4 separate regions of the Mus musculus genome follow, and regions 1, 2 and 4 are each linked to region 3. Evidence: chromatin contacts called from public HiCAR-type, capture Hi-C and promoter capture Hi-C data. All regions are on one chromosome and are shown on one strand. The core of a region is the stretch at or near the end of the contact, and the rest is flanking DNA. Distances in the headings are between cores, read along the strand shown.

What was found. Promoter capture Hi-C pulls out the DNA fragments that hold promoters and counts their contacts. HiCAR-type assays count read pairs that join an accessible place to other places. Capture Hi-C pulls out chosen DNA fragments and counts their contacts.
Region 1: a HiCAR-type map of embryonic stem cells shows a contact between it and region 3, with 4 times the contacts expected there. The contact joins the promoter of Platr7 here to the enhancer-like site in region 3. A contact is called at or near these places in 4 of 39 promoter capture datasets (cranial neural crest, embryonic stem cells, liver and 1 more) and 2 of 115 datasets of contacts at active chromatin or transcription factors (both in embryonic stem cells).
Region 2: a capture Hi-C map of embryonic stem cells shows a contact between it and region 3, with 2.6 times the contacts expected there. The contact joins two enhancer-like sites. A contact is called at or near these places in 1 of 115 datasets of contacts at active chromatin or transcription factors (embryonic stem cells) and 1 of 9 other capture datasets (embryonic stem cells).
Region 4: a promoter capture Hi-C map of embryonic stem cells shows a contact between it and region 3, with 5 times the contacts expected there. The contact joins the promoter of Polr3b here to the enhancer-like site in region 3. A contact is called at or near these places in 8 of 39 promoter capture datasets (embryonic stem cells, hippocampal neurons, liver and 4 more) and 2 of 115 datasets of contacts at active chromatin or transcription factors (embryonic stem cells and large pre-B cells).

Annotation. Positions count from the first base shown.
Region 1 is chr10:84,551,486-84,555,950 of GRCm38.p6, forward strand. Platr7 (pluripotency associated transcript 7) reads right to left here and starts at 1,853. Exons shown (of 4, transcript NR_040658.1): 1 at 1,775-1,853; 2 at 1,163-1,225.
Region 2 is chr10:84,381,799-84,386,009 of GRCm38.p6, forward strand. All of the region lies in intron 4 of Nuak1 (NUAK family, SNF1-like kinase, 1), which reads right to left. Among named protein-coding and RNA genes, the nearest start is that of Gm46201, 48 kb to the left of the region's middle. Within about 2 kb of position 1,548, at least 83 of the 459 cell types and tissues checked have an H3K27ac peak or open chromatin away from gene starts, as enhancers often do. A contact at or near this core is called in embryonic stem cells, where this site is marked.
Region 3 is chr10:83,707,288-83,711,800 of GRCm38.p6, forward strand. No RefSeq gene overlaps it. Among named protein-coding and RNA genes, the nearest start is that of 1500009L16Rik, 13 kb to the right of the region's middle. Within about 2 kb of position 2,909, at least 38 of the 459 cell types and tissues checked have an H3K27ac peak or open chromatin away from gene starts, as enhancers often do. A contact at or near this core is called in embryonic stem cells, where this site is marked.
Region 4 is chr10:84,620,944-84,625,823 of GRCm38.p6, forward strand. Polr3b (polymerase (RNA) III (DNA directed) polypeptide B) reads left to right here and starts at 1,355. Exons shown (of 28, transcript NM_027423.2): 1 at 1,355-1,595. The coding sequence starts at 1,524. Gm17249 (a long non-coding RNA gene) reads right to left here and starts at 1,702. Exons shown (of 2, transcript XR_380645.4): 1 at 1,254-1,702; 2 at 1-515.

The DNA.
Region 1 (4,465 bases), core at 603-3,102, 840 kb after region 3:
TAATCACTATGAATCACCAGAGCCTTCTGTGTTGGTGGGGATCTTGACACAGTGTGGATGGCTACTGTCTTATCAGGGTGGTGGTTGATGAAGGTTGAAGTAGCTGTGTTAATTTCTTCAAATAACTTGCCAGTGGGATCCTGTTGCTGTGATAGAATGTCTGGCAACAGCAGTTTCATGAAGGAAGGTTCATTTAGACCCATAGTTTACAGCCAGCCTTGTAGGACGTCATGGAGACTCTTCCTTTTCACAACAGACACTTCTGCAGCAGGCAATGTTGCTGTCTTTGTTAGGGTTTCATGCAGTGAAGAGGCACCATGACCAAGGCAACTCTTAAATATTTCATTAGGACTGGCTTACAGTTTCAGACATTCAGTCCCTTATCATAACCGCAGGAAGCATGGCAGGGTCCAGGCAGACACCATGCTGGAGGAGCCAAGAGTTCTACATCTTGATCCAAAGGCAGCAACAGGAGACTCTTCCACAGGCAGCCAGGAAGAGGCTCTGATTTCCACACTGGGCAGAGCTTGAGCATAGCCAACCTCAAAGCCCAGTGACACACTTCCTCTAACAAGGCCACACCTCCTAATAGTGCCACTCCCTGTGAGCCAAGCATTCAAAGACATGAGTCTAGAGGGGGGTGGGGGGAGGCAGCAAACCTATTCAGACCACCACAGGGTTAGGGTTGGCTAGCTCATTGAATGTTACCCAGGCTGAAACTGCTTTCAGTATTCTCTCGGGCTCTGTTTTAGCCGAGCCTACATCCTATGATACTGTCTGCAGTCTTCTGAGCTCCTGTCAGTGTTGGTATTTTGACATTCACAATATTATCTTCAAAGACTCTAATCACAGAGCCCCATAACACGCTAATATTGATGAAAATTTTGAAATATTATGAGAATAACCAAATTGTAACACAAAATTAAATGAGAACATGCCTTATGGGAAATGGCTCTGGTAAACTGCTTTACGGGAAATGGCACTGGTAGACCTGCCTTGGAAGATGCACGGTTCCCAAACCTTTCACTTAAAAAAAAAAATCACAATTTTCAACCTGATAACAAAATCTAGGTAACACTGTTTCTAAATAAGCAAATTATCTGAACAGATACTTTTCAAAAGAAGAAATACAAGTCTGGAACTAATAGAAAAAAATACTTACCATCTTTAGCCCAGAGAAATGCAAATACAAGCCACAATGAGATTCTATCTCCTCTCAGAATGACTACCAAAAACAAAAACCAAAAAGGTGGTAAGCATCAAAAGAGAGAAGGTAGAGAAACATATAGAATGAATGTCCATTGTGATTCTTAATTTTTAAGATTTTTAAAAATTATTATTTATTTTATGTATGTGAGTCCACTATAGCTGTCTTCAGACACACCAGACGAGGGCATCAGATCCCATTACAGATGGTTGTGAACCACCACGTGGTTGCTGGGAATTGAACTCAGGACCTCTGGAAGAGCAGTCAGTGCTCTTAACCGCTGAGCCATCTCTCCAGCTCCCATTGTGGTTCCCTAAAATCTTGATCTTTATATGACCTAGCTTTCCCACTTTTGAGTATATATCCAAAGACAACTAAAACAGAGTATCAACAAGATGTCTACATGCCCATGTTTAATCATGACAGTATTCATAATAGCTAAGACACTAAGTGACCCTAAGGGCCCTTTAATAGATAAAGAAAATGTGATCTATGTTCACAACAAAATATCATTCAGCCATAAATAAGAATGTCCACAACAAGATCCTATTGCAGAAAACACCACACCTGGTAGTTGTAAGCATGATGAAACCGAGCTGGAATTGAGCTGGAATGTCTCCCCTGACTTGCTCTCTTCAATAGTGCTGGAAAGTGATGTGCAGGTGGCTGGGGTTTGGGCATGGGGGAGTTGTTAAGGCTACCAACTGTGTTACATACCTGTGTACACTATATGCCATACTATTGGTCTGCCAGGCAAGACATGCCTGTGCATGCAGTCATGGCATGGTTGCTATAGAGGTAAACAACTGCTCTCTGATTGGACTTGAGGCCTGCACCACAGGAAGAAATTCATATCTGCTACTGTAAACAAGGTCAAAAGCCCATGGCCCAGGAGGTCATAGGCCCTAGAGGAGAAGCTACTACTGTTGTTCCTAAATGAGCTAGGAAGCCCCAGAGCTAGCTAGCTAGCGAGGTTTCCCACCAGTACTCTCTGGATATGATTAAAAGCCCTTGCCTCAAAGAATATGGTGAAAGAATGGTTAAAACTGATTCTAGACATCAACCTTAAGCTCCACATATGTACGCATACATGTGCATGTTTCCACACATGTGTGTCCACACACATGCAAATACCTACATACTACACACACATATAACACACATACACAATCACACACACAGAGGACAGGACAGAGAGAGGTTGGGGGAGATGTGAATAGAGGTTGGGTTTCATTAGTGCACACTGCATGCATGTGTGGAAATGTCACACTGGATGCCATTAACATGTATAATTAATATATGTTAATAAAAATGAAACAATTCTCTGAAAATGAAATTATCTTAAGAGGACAGTAAAGTGAAGTGCAATAAACTAGTTGTACCAGTTCCTCTCTGCAGCCTGGGGAGGGAAGGTCACCTTCTCTCTTCTCTCTCCCCTCTTTCCTTCTCCCTTTCCTTCCAGCTTCAGTCTCTCCACATGACGAGATAAAACACACTAAAATTTCAAAATCAGTGTCCTGAGGAAATTTAAGGCCTTACCCAAGATCTCCACAAGTTGCTTGGAAACATCTTTTCTGAAGTTTACTATCCTAGCCACTTCAGACTCCATGAACTTGTACATTGAGATGGTCTACCTTCCCGTCTCTGGTCCTATGTGCCTATGCAGGCAATAGTGACATGATGCTATGAAAGCAAACAACTGCTCTCTGATTGGCTGTGAGGCCTGCACCACAGGAGGAAATTCATGTCTGCTACTATAAACAAGGTCAAAAGCCTATGGTCCTGGAGGTCATAGGCCCTAGGGGAGACTGTTATAGATGGAACAGCAGCCCTTCTTCAGTCTCTATGGAAACATCCCCCACGCTCACTTAGAAGGCAGTCTAAATACATAGATATGGTCAGAGACATTGGGGAACTGAAGAGAAATTTAGACAGCTTCAGAGTGAACTTAGATAGCCTCGTGAAAACCAAACCAAAGCAAACTCTGGGGCACGGATGCTAGGAAATGTGTTCCCCTTGGCTGCTCTGCTGGGTGGAGTGCCTCCCTGGGCCCTCCCACTTCCTCCCTCCCATTGCTCTACGTGCATTTGCAAATGCATGTGTGCAAGAACTTGATTAAAGTCTGTATTCTCTCAAGTCTGGAATTCTCCAGCTCACACTGGTCCCAGCCTCCTGGCTCAGCAGGTGCCTAGTTGGATGAAAGGGGCATTCACTGCAGCAGAACCGGTTCCTCTTGGTCTGTTTATAGAGAGCAAACTTCTCTTCTCTTCTCCTCTCCTCTCCTCTCCTCTCCCCTCCCCTCCCCTCCCCTCCCCTCCCCTCCCCTTCCCTTCCCTTCTCTTCTCTTTTCTTTTCTTTTTTACCTGTTTTTATTCATTAACTTTGTGTTACTGTAATGAAATACCTATAGCAACCAATTTAATAAAGGGGAGTTGTTTGCTTAGTTCATGATTTTGGAAGTTTAACTCTAAAACCATTGGCCAGGGCCTCTAGTGAGGGTACTGGGTAAGTGGCCACACACCAAGCCAAGAAGTAGAGAGTGAGAAAGAAAGCCCTCACCATCCCTTTTAACTGCATGGCCCAATGACCTAAAGACCTGCCACTAACTTTCATTATGTTGCACCAACTCCTGATAGTGCCACCCTGGGGACAAAGCCTTTATACATGAACCATCAGTAATTATTCAACATCCAAACTGCAGTATTTGTTTTTCTGTTACACTTAAATGTAACATTTAATCCAGAATTTTCTATGATGATAAACAGGAACCTAGGGGAAAAACAACCAAAAAACTTCAATACCTTAATCTTTAGGTCCTTAAAAACTCATAGTATATGGAAGAAATAACCCACACAAAGGTAGAGACAAAAGACACTGGGATTCAAGGGAATGGAGCAACCTATAGATTTGGGCCTTTTCTAGTGACTATGATAAAAAATACTCTTGCCAAAAGGCAAGTTAGAGGAGAAACTCACAATTCCAGCTTGCAATCCATCACAACAGAGAAGTCAAGGTGGTATGAATTTGCCACAGTTTGTCACACCACATCCATAGTCAAGATCGGAGAGAAATCAGTACAGGTGTGCACACATGCTTGCTTGCTTGTGTTCAGTTCCATTTCTCCACTCTTATAATTTAGTAGCCTCTGCCTAGGGAATAGTACTTCCCACAGTGGGCAGGATGTTCCCACATTTATTGCCTTAATAAAGACAGTGTCCGACAGACATGTCCATTGGCCAAACCATTGTAGACTGTCTC
Region 2 (4,211 bases), core at 298-2,797, 670 kb after region 3:
AGTCAAGCACTGTGCCACTGAGCCACACTCTCTAACTCTCGCCTTCCCTTCCCTGTAGCACTAGGGACTAAGCACAGTGGACTTAGCCCCCACATTATTACTGTTAATTGAAGACAGGATTTCAGTAAGTTTCTCAGAAAGGCCTTGGTCTAACTCTGTAGGCAGGTAGAGCATGATCTGGTGGCTCTCCTGCTTCAGTCGCTTGACCTGCTGGGACTACAGGTGTGTCACCAGTCCTGACTAAAGGCAACAAGTGACAATTCATGTCACTACACTCACAATGGCATGTGTGTCACACCGTGGGGAATCCTGACTTCCACCACCACCACCACCACCACCACCACCGCTGCCGCCACCTTTTCTTCATTTGACTCAAGATGAAACACACAGAGCACCAAATATTAAATCATTACATTTCAGCCTAAACTCTCCCGCTCGCCATCTGCGTGACATGGATGGGGACAGAAAACAGAAACCCAGGATCTCTCCCTATCCTGTCTTCCAGACATATTGTGAGAATAAGAGGAGAACCACTGATTGCGATAAGGTGGAGCGTGTGAATCCACCCCCTAGCATGCACATCCCCCGTAAGTGTCTGATCTAACCTCACTTCCTTAGTGCACTCACTCTCTTAAGTTTTGTAAAGGGTGTTATGTCAGGTCCTTCAGAGCATTGTGTTTATACCTGCACGTATACAGTATACACACACACATGTAAACATAGACACATCTGTACATACTACACATGCCTACATGTCTGCCTTCTCTACCAGACTCTCAGTCCCTGTGTCTGCTTCCACAGTTTTGTACCACCCTCTCCTTAGCAGCTGCCCCTGGCCAAGAAGTAAACTTGTCACTGAAACATGCATTATGTTTTGAAAAGTATAAGGAATTAATAGTTATATAAAATAATAGTAACCCCAACTGCCATGTATCACAAACTCCCAATTGTACAGTGTTGATGAATTCTCTAATCCAATTCTATTTAAAAAAACTGTATTTACAGAAAAAAAATATAAATAGACTTTATGCCCAATGTCATAAGGACACCTAACTAAAATTAGATTTAAATCTTTTTAATGCTCAAAATGGTCAATTTTATGTTATGGCAATTTTACCACAGTGCTTTAAGAACTCCACTTACCAAACAAGGAGACAGATTTAGGGAGTTGGATTTACTCATCTAAAGAAATGTGACCACTGGGCAGCCATACAAGTGTGCACCGCTCACACTTCCAGCCCCAGACACACACAGCCCCGGGAGGGTCTGTGGATTTCAGTCAGTCTTAGCCAGCCTTGTAAGGTGAACCCGCTGTGTGCTCTACCATCTCCAGCCTGATTTGCACTTGAGCATTAGCAAGGAGCTGGGGCTATCCACAGGGCTGGGGAGCCTCGGGTGCTGAGACCCACAGAAGCTGTTTTGAATGAAGCCCCTAGAATAGGCCTATTTTTGTTTTTAAAAAAGGAGCCATCCTTGGATGAATGGAATGTCATTCAAGGCAGCTGTGCACAGCCACCCTCCGAGAAGGCATCCCCCACCCCCCTCTCAGATTGCACTCAACCGCTCTGAATTCCACTTGCTTATCAAGGCCCCAGACTGCCTCTCAGGAAGTTGGTGGGAAGCTTTTACAAAGCACGCCCTGTCAATCAAAAGAATGGACCAGCTTCAGCTCTGGAGATTCCAAGGAGTCCTGAGGCTTCAGCCTCCCTCTGGCTAGGGCTGCAGCTCTGAGACTACACTAAGTTCTGGGGCGTGTGGGAGCTTTTAAACGCATGTGTGAGCACACCCATTGCACGTACACACAGTTGACAGCCCCAGGAGCTTCCACCAGGGCTGGGCATCTCTGCTTGCCTCGCAGGCGTCTAGAGCTGTGTGTTTATATTTCACCCCACTCCCATCCTCCCAGACCGATGTTTATCAGCCTCCCTGTAAAACTGTCATTTCTGCGGACATGAGATTAATAGAAATCCAGATTAGGCCATGTTCTTGGCACTTGAACGGAAACGCAATATTAATCAACACACACTCAGCGTTCTCAGACTCTGAGCTGCTAGACTCTAGGATTTTTAATGCCACAGGGAGCTTATGTCAACCATTGCTAAGTGGGGAGACACTAGCGGGTATGAATCCACTCAGAAGCCTCAGTTCTCTCATCTGTAAAATGGGGGTGAAAATCTCCTCTCCCCCTGTGGTGTCATGACAATTAAATGTCATAAAGCACATGCAAAATATACAGACAACAGCAATGGCACATTTGTCTTTAAACACAGATAAGTGACTGAGTTCACAGCACATGAGAAAGTGCATCTTATAACACCAGGGACTGTCAATAGAAAACAGAAGGTCAAGGAGCCAGTTTTGCAAGTGAATTAGTTTGAATCACAAAATGAAGAAGTTATTCTCTTCTTTGACATGAGTCAGGAAGGCGGTAAGCCACAAGGGTCTAATTAAAACATCTCCACATTTACCAGAGAGGACCAACTGGCCTTAGTCTCACAGCCTGGGGCAGCAACCAACATCAAACAAAAAAGAATGCGTCTATTTGGTTTGTATTATTTCACTCGTGAGCTTTTCTTTGGTTTATGGTACTAGTTTTCCACCAAATGCCATTACTTAAGGCTTCCTTCCTAAATAAATTCTACTCTACGAAGAGACCCAAACTAAATACAAGCACCATCAACCTAAGAAAAGGCAAAATGTACAAGAGTGCAGGGGAGGAAAAAAAACAACAACAAAACATGTGAGGGCTAAATTTAAACATAACTATGCCAAAATCATTGCACCTTAGAACTGGCCTCCATGTGGAAGAGACCTGAATGGAGGGTGGGAAGGGAAACTGCTGAAGGCTCAGGGTCCTAAGATGATTTGCTGACGATCACAAAGAAAAGCAACAAGATACATGAGGGCTCCCCAGATGCTCAACTCTGTAAAATGACAGGTCCATCCATCGAGTCCATTTCATACAGAATTCTAACGGAGACAAGCCAGGCAGTGGAAACCTACTCCTACCTGGTCCTCCAGCCTGCATCATCATCGCCTCATAGCGTCTTAGAAGACAGACTTTAAGCCCGTTCGTCCCCAGGCCCTTTACAGTAGCTCTGGCTGGCTACACTGTTAAGATTTGGAGAAAGAGGCCTCGCTGTGTTTTGGGGTGGGTGGGGGTTGTTTGTTTGATTGGTTGATTTTTATTGATTGTTTGTATGTTGTTGTTGCCAAACTGTTGCCCTGCCCCCATGCTGGATCAGAACCACCCTCTGACCTCACTCTATATACCCTGCCGCTCAGCCTCCACTCGGAAAGGCATCAGAGACGGTAAATCTCAAGGGTTTAATTTGGACTGTCTGTGTAACTATCCATCTCCTTTGGAAGTGTGCCCTGCTAAGTGAAAATCAGAGTGGAAAAGATAAATTTGGGGGTCAAGGGGATCATTCACATGTCAGTGGGATTAACCCCACTTCAACCCAGTTGAACCCTAGAGACAAGTGCAATATGAGATAAGCCAGGCACACACACACACACACACACACAAAAGACACTCATTGTCTGTTTCTATTTATATATGGTCCCTAGAGTAGACAAATCATAGACAGGAGAACGGTAGTGATGGTCAGGGCCTGGGGGGAAGAGAAGCAAAAGCAAGGAGCCAGAACCTAATGGGCGTGGAGAACCAGGTGCGGAGTTGGGCTGCTGGGCTGCAGCTGGGGGCTGGGATGGTTCTACAACACTGAGAATGCTTCCTGCCTCTGTGCTAGACACCCAAGTGCAGGAGGTTTTACGTTACATTATGCACATTTTGGCATCCTCAAAAAAGAATCAACCCCAAGGTCACTATGAACAAGAAGCTCAGGTGATGCAAAAAGAGGTACCAGTTTGTCGATTTTAACTGCTACCAAGGGAGGCTTATGACAAGGATAAGTAGGAATGTCTGCCAGCCCGTGCCGGTGTCTAGAGGAAGCTCCCTGCACTCAAAGATCAGAGGCTTAGGAGTCCTAAGAATCGGGGCTGGACTTAGACTTTGTCATTACTCGGTAATAATAATAAAAATAAAAATAAAAATAAAAATAAAGACCTGTCTATCTACACAATGGTCTCACAACTCTTGTCCAACCTCAGAGCCAAGAGAAGTGACCTTGACCTAGGCATGAAAGGGGCGTGTCCAGTGTGAGTGGCAGCATTTGGGGAGGAGGAAAAACCGAGGCAGGTAGAACTTC
Region 3 (4,513 bases), core at 1,659-4,158:
CCTCTTCTGTTATTTGTGGTCACATTAGTCAGAGTCTCATCCCTGTGACATCTGACATCAACCGACTCTCAGGAGGAGAGCGTTCGCGAGGCTCATAGTCCGTGTTTAGTCAGGTCGGTGGCTTTGGGGCCCGTGGCTACGCAGTACACCCTGGCAGAAATGAGTGGCGAAGGGGATTTGCTCACGACAAGGTTGTGTGGGTTGTGTTGGTTGTGAGAACGCTTTCCCCGCAAAGTAGCAAGCATGAGGAGGTCTGAACAGCAGAGGTCTAAATATCCCACCCCGGAGGTCGTTGGTTCCAGAAGACATCAAGCAAATACTCAGGAGTAGCTGGAACCAGATCATGGAGAGATCGATCAGAGATGACCCATAAGTCGGGGAAATGAGAAAGGCTAGAGAGAGAAGGATAGACTTACAAATGTGGATAGAAACTGATGCTCCTTTTAGGGAAACACGAGAGAAAAGTGGATCATCTTCACTGGTGAAATGAAGTGTGGGAGACAGCGGTTCTCACCCTTCCTACCCCGTGACCCCAGTTCCTCAGGTTGTGGTGACCCCCAACCATAAAATTGTTTTTGTTGCTACTTCATAACTTGTTAATATTCATAATATTGTTATAGTTATGAATTGTAATTTAAACCACTGTGTTTTCTGATTGTCTTAGGTTAGCCCTGTTAAAGGGGTCGCGACCCACAGGTTGAGAACCACTGACCTAAGTTCTAGGTGAAAGGCTGGGCTAGCAACTTGCAGAAAAACTGTACGTGAGCACAACCATGTGGGGATCTTAATGTCCATTTCATTTTGTTTATGTTGTTGGCTTTTTTTTTTTTTTTTTGAGACAGGGTTTCTCTGTATAGCCCTGGCTGTCCTGGAACTCACTCTGTAGACCAGGCTGGCCTCGAACTCAGAAATCCTCCTGCCTCTGCCTCCCGAGTGTTTTTTTAAAAGGATTTATTTATTTTATGTAAGTACACTAGCTGTCTTCAGACACTCCAGAAGAGGGCATCAGATCTCATTATAGATGGTTGTGAGCCACCATGTGGTTGCTGGGGATTTAAACTCAGGACCTTTGGAAGAACAATCAGTGCTCTTAATCGATGAGCCAACTCTCCAGTTTATGTTTATCATCATCATCATCATTATTATTTTGTAATCACAGCCATGTTTTAACAGCTCAGCAGCCAGAGATGCCCAAGTACCAGGACTGAGCATCTGACAGGGATCTGGGAGTCTGAAAGTATACAAAGTTGTTACAATTGCTTTTTTTCCTTGGTTATATGTTTCAAAGAAAGCCAGTGCGTGGGATGCTAAGGAGATAGGAAGTCAGGAGCCACTGAATGAGCAAGCGACTGCTTTTTTCCACTCTTACAGGATCGCTTGAACAATTTTTTACCTTGGTTATTGACTTCTTCTAACACATTCTCTCTGGACTGACTGGGACTCGGAGAAATTTGTTGAGCTGAAAAATAATAGCTCAAATTGAGCTTTTTCCATGTGTTTGGGGGGTCCTGGGATGCAAAATCAAATAAAACCTTTATCTTGTAAGATTCATGTTTTCACTAAGGGCGGAGGCTGACTGGAAATAAATAGAATAAGCTGCTACTGTGTGGTGCGGAGTATGCCAGGATCTGGAGAGAGGAGGAGCTAGCTCTTCCTGGATAGAATACTTGCCAGGGAGGGGATAGCTGATGAGTTGTGCTGGCTTTTTGGTGCTATGACAAAGTGCCTGACTTAAATAAACCAGAACAGTTGGGCTTTTTGTTTGTTTGCTTGCTTGCTTTTATTTTTTAATTTTTGTTTGTTTTTGGGTCATAGTTCAAAGGACTCAGTCTATGGTCACATGACTCCAGGTTTCTGGGATGGCCGGTGGCAGAAGCATTGGAGGGGAGGGGAGGGGAAGGGAGGGGAGGGGAGGGGAGGGGAGAGGAGAGGAGAGGAGAGGAGAGGAGAGGAGGGGGGAAGGGAGGGAAAGGGAAAGAGGAGGGGAGGAGACTGAATAGGAAAAGACAAGGTAACCCTGAGGATTTGACCCAGTGACCCATTTCCTTCCATTAGGCCCACACCCTCAAAGTGTTCATGGCCTCCAAAAATAGACCCGCCATTTACAAAGCACGAGCCTATGGGAGACGTTTCATATTCAACTTACCACATAACCCTTGGCCAAAATCTGGGGATAAAGTTGTCCAGGGGATGTAAAAGAAGATATCACATGAAGAAAGAACTCTTGTGCTAACACAGTTGTACTCATAAATATGTGTTTGAAGGACCCACTCACTATATGTGGTGGTGTGACATGTTTGGCCCATGGGAAGTGGCACTATTAGAAAGTGTGGCCTTATTGAAGGAGGAGTAGCCTTGTTGGAGGAAGTGTGTCACTGTGGGGTGGGCTTTGAGGTCCTTTGCTTAAGCCCCGCCCAGGGCAGGAGAGTCTTTAGGTGGCCTTCAGATCAAGATGTAAAGCTCTCAGTTCCTTCTCCAGCACCATGTCAGCCAGCACGCTGCTATGTCTCCTGCCATGATGATAATGGACTGAGATCTTCTGAAACTGTAACCCAGCCCCAATTAAATGTTGTGCTTTAGAAGAGTTGCCTTGCTCATGGCTATGTCTTTTAATAGTAATAGTCACTACAGAAGCTCAGGAAGGCTGGAGGTGCAGAAAAGGGAGGCAGGGCCAAACCAAGGAAAGGCAGTGCCTGCCCAGGGGTGGGCCTTGATCTTGGCAGAGGCAGGAACAATAACAGATGTTTGGAAGCAAGATCTGATCAGATGCAATAAGATAAAAAGAACATCTGGTGTTAGGCAGGGTGTGGCTGCCTCCTCTCCAGGGGTACCACGCCTATCTCCTCTATGCGGTACCATCTGGCTAACCCCATTCAATTGGTGTGGCCTCCTGGAGGGAGTCTTGCCAGATTTTCCCCGTGTCCCTGTCACCATCTCCTCCTGTGGGTCTCTGAGGGATTGTGTGCATGGGTATCAGAGGATACCTTATTCCATATCTGTTTCCTCAGCAGCCTGAGAGTTGGTCTTTTGAAATGGCCGTCACTTAGCACAATACCCTGCATTCTGCTATGGCTCAATAACAATGTTTGTTTCCAAACGAGTGAGAATAACCATCCCTTATTTAAATTTCCTGAGGTCATACACGAATGACAACGACCAATGACTGAACATTTATCACTTCTGCTCTGACTTATGGCCCTGCTTAATCCCCACACAAAACAGCTAACATTGGTAACAGTATCCCTATGATATGATTCTCCTTAAGCCAAATCCTCACTGGTATTTACCCTGTGCTGGGCACGCTAAGAGTCAACCTTTGTGGTGATGTGAATATGTTTGGTCCATGGGAAGTGGCACTATTAGGAAGTGTGGCCTTATTGGAGGAGGTGCGGCCCTGTTGGAGGAAGTGTGTCACTGTAGGGGTGGGCTTTGAGAATCCCATGCTTAAGCCTCCTCTTGGCTGCCTTTGGATCAAGATTTAGCTTCTCCTCCAGCACCATGTCTGCTTGGATGCTGCCATGCTTCCCACTATGATGATAATGGACTGAAACTGTAAGCCAGCCCCAGTGAAATGTTTGCCTTTATAAGAGTTGCCAGTGAGGGAATATTTGAAGAGTTGGTTATGGTATCTCTTCACAGCAATAAGACAAATTAAGACAAATTCTACTAACCTGTCCAATTCTGAGAGAACAACCTGATGCAGGTATTTATTTACCCTCTTGACAAATAGGGAAACTGAGTCACAGAATGACCAAGTAACTTTCTAGTAGATGGTGAGGTTGGAATTTGAACGCAGGAGATCTGGTTCTTGAGGCCCTTTGTTGCATAGGTCCTACCCATGACTGGAGATCAGCCCACCATCAGTGGCGGCTACTATCTCTGTGGATCCCCAAGTCCTGAGCCTGTAATTGCCTGCCCTGTTCTGGGGGTGGGCATGTTGTGAGCAGTCACTGGGGTTATTGCTGAGAATTCAGAAAACTGGATTTCAGCGGAAATAAAGCACCACAGGGAGAAATCTGACTCACGGTCGGCAGGAGCAGCTGGCTCTGACTGCGGCTTCAAAGCTCGAGTGAGGAGGGCTGAAGAAAATCGAGAGGGGAAACTGAGTCTGTAAGGAATGGGGGACTCTAGGGCTGGAGGAGACAGTCCAGGCACCCAGTGCTGTGGCTGATAGCAGATCCAGGCGGATCCCAAGGTTCAGGGGCTAGGCCATGTATGGAAAAAGGCAAACTCCAGGCTCTGTGAGAAGCTCTGTCTCAAAAAATTTAGGGGTGTAGTGATCAAGGAAGACATCTGATGCTAGCATCTGGCCTTCATACGTGTACAAGCAAATGTATCTGCAAGAGTATCAGTGTGTCCATGTTTGCATGTACACACACACACACACACACACACACACACACACACAAAGGAATGGGGCTCAGAAGGAAGCTCTGGCCTAGAGTTCGCAGCCTGAGACATGTCTAGAAACTCATTTTAAGGTCTTTAAGCTTGGAAACCCTGCAGTGGTTTA
Region 4 (4,880 bases), core at 105-2,604, 910 kb after region 3:
TGTGACACCATCCATCTCCACAATTTTTGTATGTTCCCAAACTGAAACTCATTTAAAAACTGTTGGCATCTTTTACCTCTTCTTCCCATGGGATTTTTCTTACCATTGGACTTGCATGAACTCATTTCCAATTTCAGTGACAAATCCTTTTGTCTTCTACCAACTGTGTGTTTACTATTCATAGAGATTTTTTATAGGTGTATCTAATTTTTTAAAAATTAATGGAATACAACTTTTAGCAATTCTTATGCTTTCTCCGTTGCCATCCTTGAAATCTTTCACCAATCAATGTTATTAATACATTACCTTTTCTTTGGAGACAGGGTTTCATGTAGCCCAGGCTGGCCTCGACCTTGTTAGGTAGCCAAGGATGCCCTTGAATTTCTGGATGCCCTCCTACCTCTAGCTTCTAAATGCTGGGATTATAGGTGTCTGTGCTGCCGTGGGAGGATTATGTGCAATCCTTCGTTTATTCGGTGTAGTGGTAACAAACTCCGTCCCTCTGACGTTTCCTTCTAGTGTTTTGTTAAGGTATATTTCATCGACATAGGATTTAAACATATTTTCCCCCAAACCGTTAATTAACTATTCTAATATAATTTATTGGGTTTTCCCTAAGAGGATCTTGGACCTCATTCTTCAAACTCCCTGAGACAGTGAGGTTGTGATCCTACCACCTCTACATACCAAATGCTGGGATTAAAGTCGTGGGCCCCTACACCCTGTCATAGCAGGAATCAACCCCAGGTGCTCTGGAAGAGCAACCAGTAGTCCTCAATCCCTGAGCCGCCCCTGGGTCCTAAGTCACTGATCAGGTCGCTCCCGTTTAAACCCTTCAATGGTGCTTTACTATTCCCAGGGAGAAAGTCTAACACCTTCTAAGAGTTAACACATTTCAGAATCAGGAAGGCATCTTTTACTGCCCCCTGGCTGTCCTGGAACTCACTTTGTAGGCCAGGCTGGCCTCGAACTCAGAAATCCGCCTGCCTCTGCCTCCCGAGTGCTGGGATTAAAGGCGTGCGCCACCACGCCCGGCTGATGCCTGTTCATTACACGCAGGTACCACCAATTATTTAAGCAAGGACTTTTGCTCTTCTGTACTACACAACATACAAGCAGTTTAGACTGAGTTAATTGAAATCTCTGCTTTAGAAGTTCATGTTGTGACTAATGTGTATTATCGAGTCATTTTTCAGATTAGTTATACAGTTAGAACTACTATACTTTGCCGTATTCAATCATTCTGGGGATACTGGAAATGAGCCTGTCAAGAGGCTAGGATTAGCCCGGCGAGACCTCGGAAGTACACCAGTGGGTGTAGTTTTCCACATCCGGCTCGGTCACTTCCGGGTTCCTCCGCAGGTTAGGCCCTGACCAGGCGGAACCTTTTGAAACGCCTCCCCGTAAACAAGCGCCACGGGGACACCGGAGGAGAACGCACACCACTCTCCGCGTGCTACTTGCTTGGAGCCGCACGGGCGGATGTGAACATTCTGCCGACTTCTTCCTCTACCGTGAATGGAATGGATGTTCTAGCCGAGGAGTTCGGGAGCCTGACTCCGGAGCAGCTGACTGCGCCGATCCCGACTGTGGAGGTAAGTGCCGTGAGCGCAGGCAGCGGAAGAGGTTGGAGACGACTAAGGAGGCGTTGCCGGGAGAGTTTTCAGGATGACGAGGGCGGGTCCCTGGGCTTCTACGCATGCTCAGAACTTCTGCACATGCTCGGAGCTCCGGGTGTGTGAGCTTTTACCAGGTGTGGTTCTTGAGCGTTTGTAGCAGCAAGTACAGATCTCTCAGTAGCGTCCTACGTTTAGAAGCTTAGCGAATGGCTCTCGGGTAAAGCTTTTCTAATTTAAGTGTGCACTGGCAAGAATTGGTCCTTGTGTATTCTCTCAGGAACCAATATCTTCTTGCCGATCTCACCTGGAAGGACACAGAGATCCTGAGAACGTAGGCAATGTTCTTGAGGTCCCATAGCCGGCTTTGGTGCTAAAAGTAAATGGGAATCTCACCCTTGTCATCATTTTCCTTTTACTCCACAGTTTCTTTGGACTGCAGGTTTAGTTTAAGTACCTTGACTATCCCTTCGTCCCCCATTTTTGATCTTGTATTTTCTTAGGGGCCCCTATAGCTTTCATCAGATTCTTAAAAGTTAAAGGATAATTGCTTCACGGTGAACTGCCTAAGGAAGTGCAGTTATTGACATGATTTTGTTTCCTGAGAAGGTATATAAATTCTCACTGAACCTTGACATCTTTGGCACAGAATAGGGACATCTAGGACTGAAGATGGTCGAGGAAGAAATTCAGGCAGAGGAACAGGTTGTACATGACCCCAGACACACCATCAGTTGTTTCAGGGGAACAAATAAATCTAGTGGAGCTAGGGGAAGAGGGCAGTAAAAGATGCCTTCCTGATTCTGAAATGTGTTAACTCTTAGAAGGTGTTAGACTTTCTCCCTGGGAATAGTAAAGCACCATTGAAGGGTTTAATTGGGAGCGACCTGATCAGTGACTTAGGACCCAGGGGCGGCTCAGGGATTGAGGACTACTGGTTGCTCTTCCAGAGCACCCGTGGTTGATTCCTGCTATGACAGGGTGTAGGGGCCCACGACTTTAATCTCAGCATTTGGTATGTAGAGGTGGTAGGATCACAACCTCACTGTCTCAGGGACTTTGAAGAATGAGTTCCAAGATCCTCTTAGGGAAAATACACAGTATTTGTCTTTGTGTTTGGCTTATTTCTCAGTGTTCCCCTACTCCTAATCAACAGGACCTGCAGCCCATGCAGCAAAGGATAGTTAAGAATGTAGCCCAGTCCAAAACTGCAGACTTAACTCCAAGCTTTATGAGTGTTATTTTATTTTACTTTTAATATTTTTGGTATGGCTCTCCAGGGAGAGTTTTGTAGATCACAGCGTCGTGTTACAGTGTTGCTGTAAGGAACCTTCCTCACAATCGTCCTTAATTGCAGCATGAGCTGGAACTCTCGGTGTCTTCCAAATGGGCCACTACACTGCTTTCTGGTCCTTCTGTCTGTGTTTCCCAGCCCTAACTCAGCTTTTGAGCCACGGTGCACTGGCTCACTGGAACCTGCTGTCACCTCATTCACTACCTTAAGCCTCTTCAATGTACCTACCTTTCTTTCCTCACCATGTCTAACTCATAGCAGGCATAGACATCCTCAGTGTTCTCCACCCTGCCAGCTCCTTCAACCCTGTGCGCTTGCACACAGTGGCTCCCTTTATTTGGAATGCCTCCCTCATACAACCACCATGCTCAGTCATGGCAGTATACCTAGCATCTATAATAATCCACCTCACTGCATACTGTTATAGCACCTACCAAGTGTCATTCCATTTGCTTACATGTCGCCCCTATTAAGCTAACGACTTCTGAAGTCAGGAGGCAAGTCTGTTTACTTGTTTAAGTTGCTGAAACACTACCCCATAAGTACTCAGTATAGTCGATTAGTATTTGCTCACCTCATCGATGAATAATAACCAGCCCCAAAGCCTGAGTAACTTTTCCTACCACAGTATAATATGAAGGAAAAATATAATAGAAATGATTAGTTCAAATAAACCAGAGCTCCTGTCTAGAAAGTTGTAGAGAAAATACAAGTTGTGGAGCTGAATAGAAAATAGGCTGAGCTAAAAGGAAATAGCATTTGTTCATTTAACTCAGCACGCGAAACTATTGCTCTAGTAAGTACTGTTCATTACTGTTTATTATCCCACTTACATAGATGGGAATAATCAATATGAGTAAGTGCAATGTCAATTTCTGAGTCTCCCGTGCCATTCTTTGCCTTCTTTGGCAAAGGCAGTAAGTAACATGATTCATTATGTTCATTCATTCAGAAAAAAGAAAATGCCAAAGCCTGAGCACCCTGCTACAGAGAATAAGACCAGGGAAAGGGGCCAGCGGTGTTAGAAACACGCAAGGGTCTATGGCAGACACTGTGGTAGCTTCCTAAGGAAGACATGATTGAAACACAAAATGTAATCTACAAATTAAAGTTGAAAGTTTAATGAGAAAAAAAACTATCAAAGACAGAATAAGTATACAAGGGGAAAAACAAAACAAAACAAAAACCCAACCCAACAGAGCAAGTACACTAAGCAATGGTGGGAAAGAGGTGGGAAGTAAGCATTGGCCAGACTTGGTAAAAACAACAACAACAACAACAAAAACCATGTTGATGACTTTAGATTTTCTCCTATGTCTCAGTCAGTGTTCTGTCTGAGACACCCTGATCAAGGCAACTCTTAAAATAGAAAGCTTTTAATTAGGGCTGGCTTACAATTTCAGAGGTTAGTCCATTGTCTTTGTATCAGGAATGGTATGCATGGGGCTGAAAAAGTAGTTGAAAGCTTTGTATCCTGATCTGTATGCAGGCAGAGGGAGGGAGAGACAGAGACAGACTGGGCCTGGCATGGGCTTTTGCAACGTCAAAACCCATCCACAGTGACACATTTCCTCCAACAAGGCCACACTTCCAAACCCTTCCAATCCTTTCAGAGAGTTCTACTCCCCGGTAACTAAGCATTCAAATTCATGAGCTTCTGGGTCCACTCTTACTCAAACCAGCACACCCTAAGTGCAATGGGCAATATATTCCTAAACTTAAGCTATTTCCTGGAATGGTGATAATGTTTAGAATTCCACTACCAACTCTTAGGCTTTTTCTCTATTGCCATCCTTGCAGTCCTTCACCAACCTTGTGTCATTTGTGCATTTTCTCACCTCACGGAGACAGTGCTTTATGTAGCCCAGGCTAGATTGGAATTGCTATAGCTGAGGCTGATTCTGAAGTGATTGTGCTTCTGCCTCTTAATTGCTAGGGTTATAGGCCTGGGCCACCACAGCTGGCTAAAA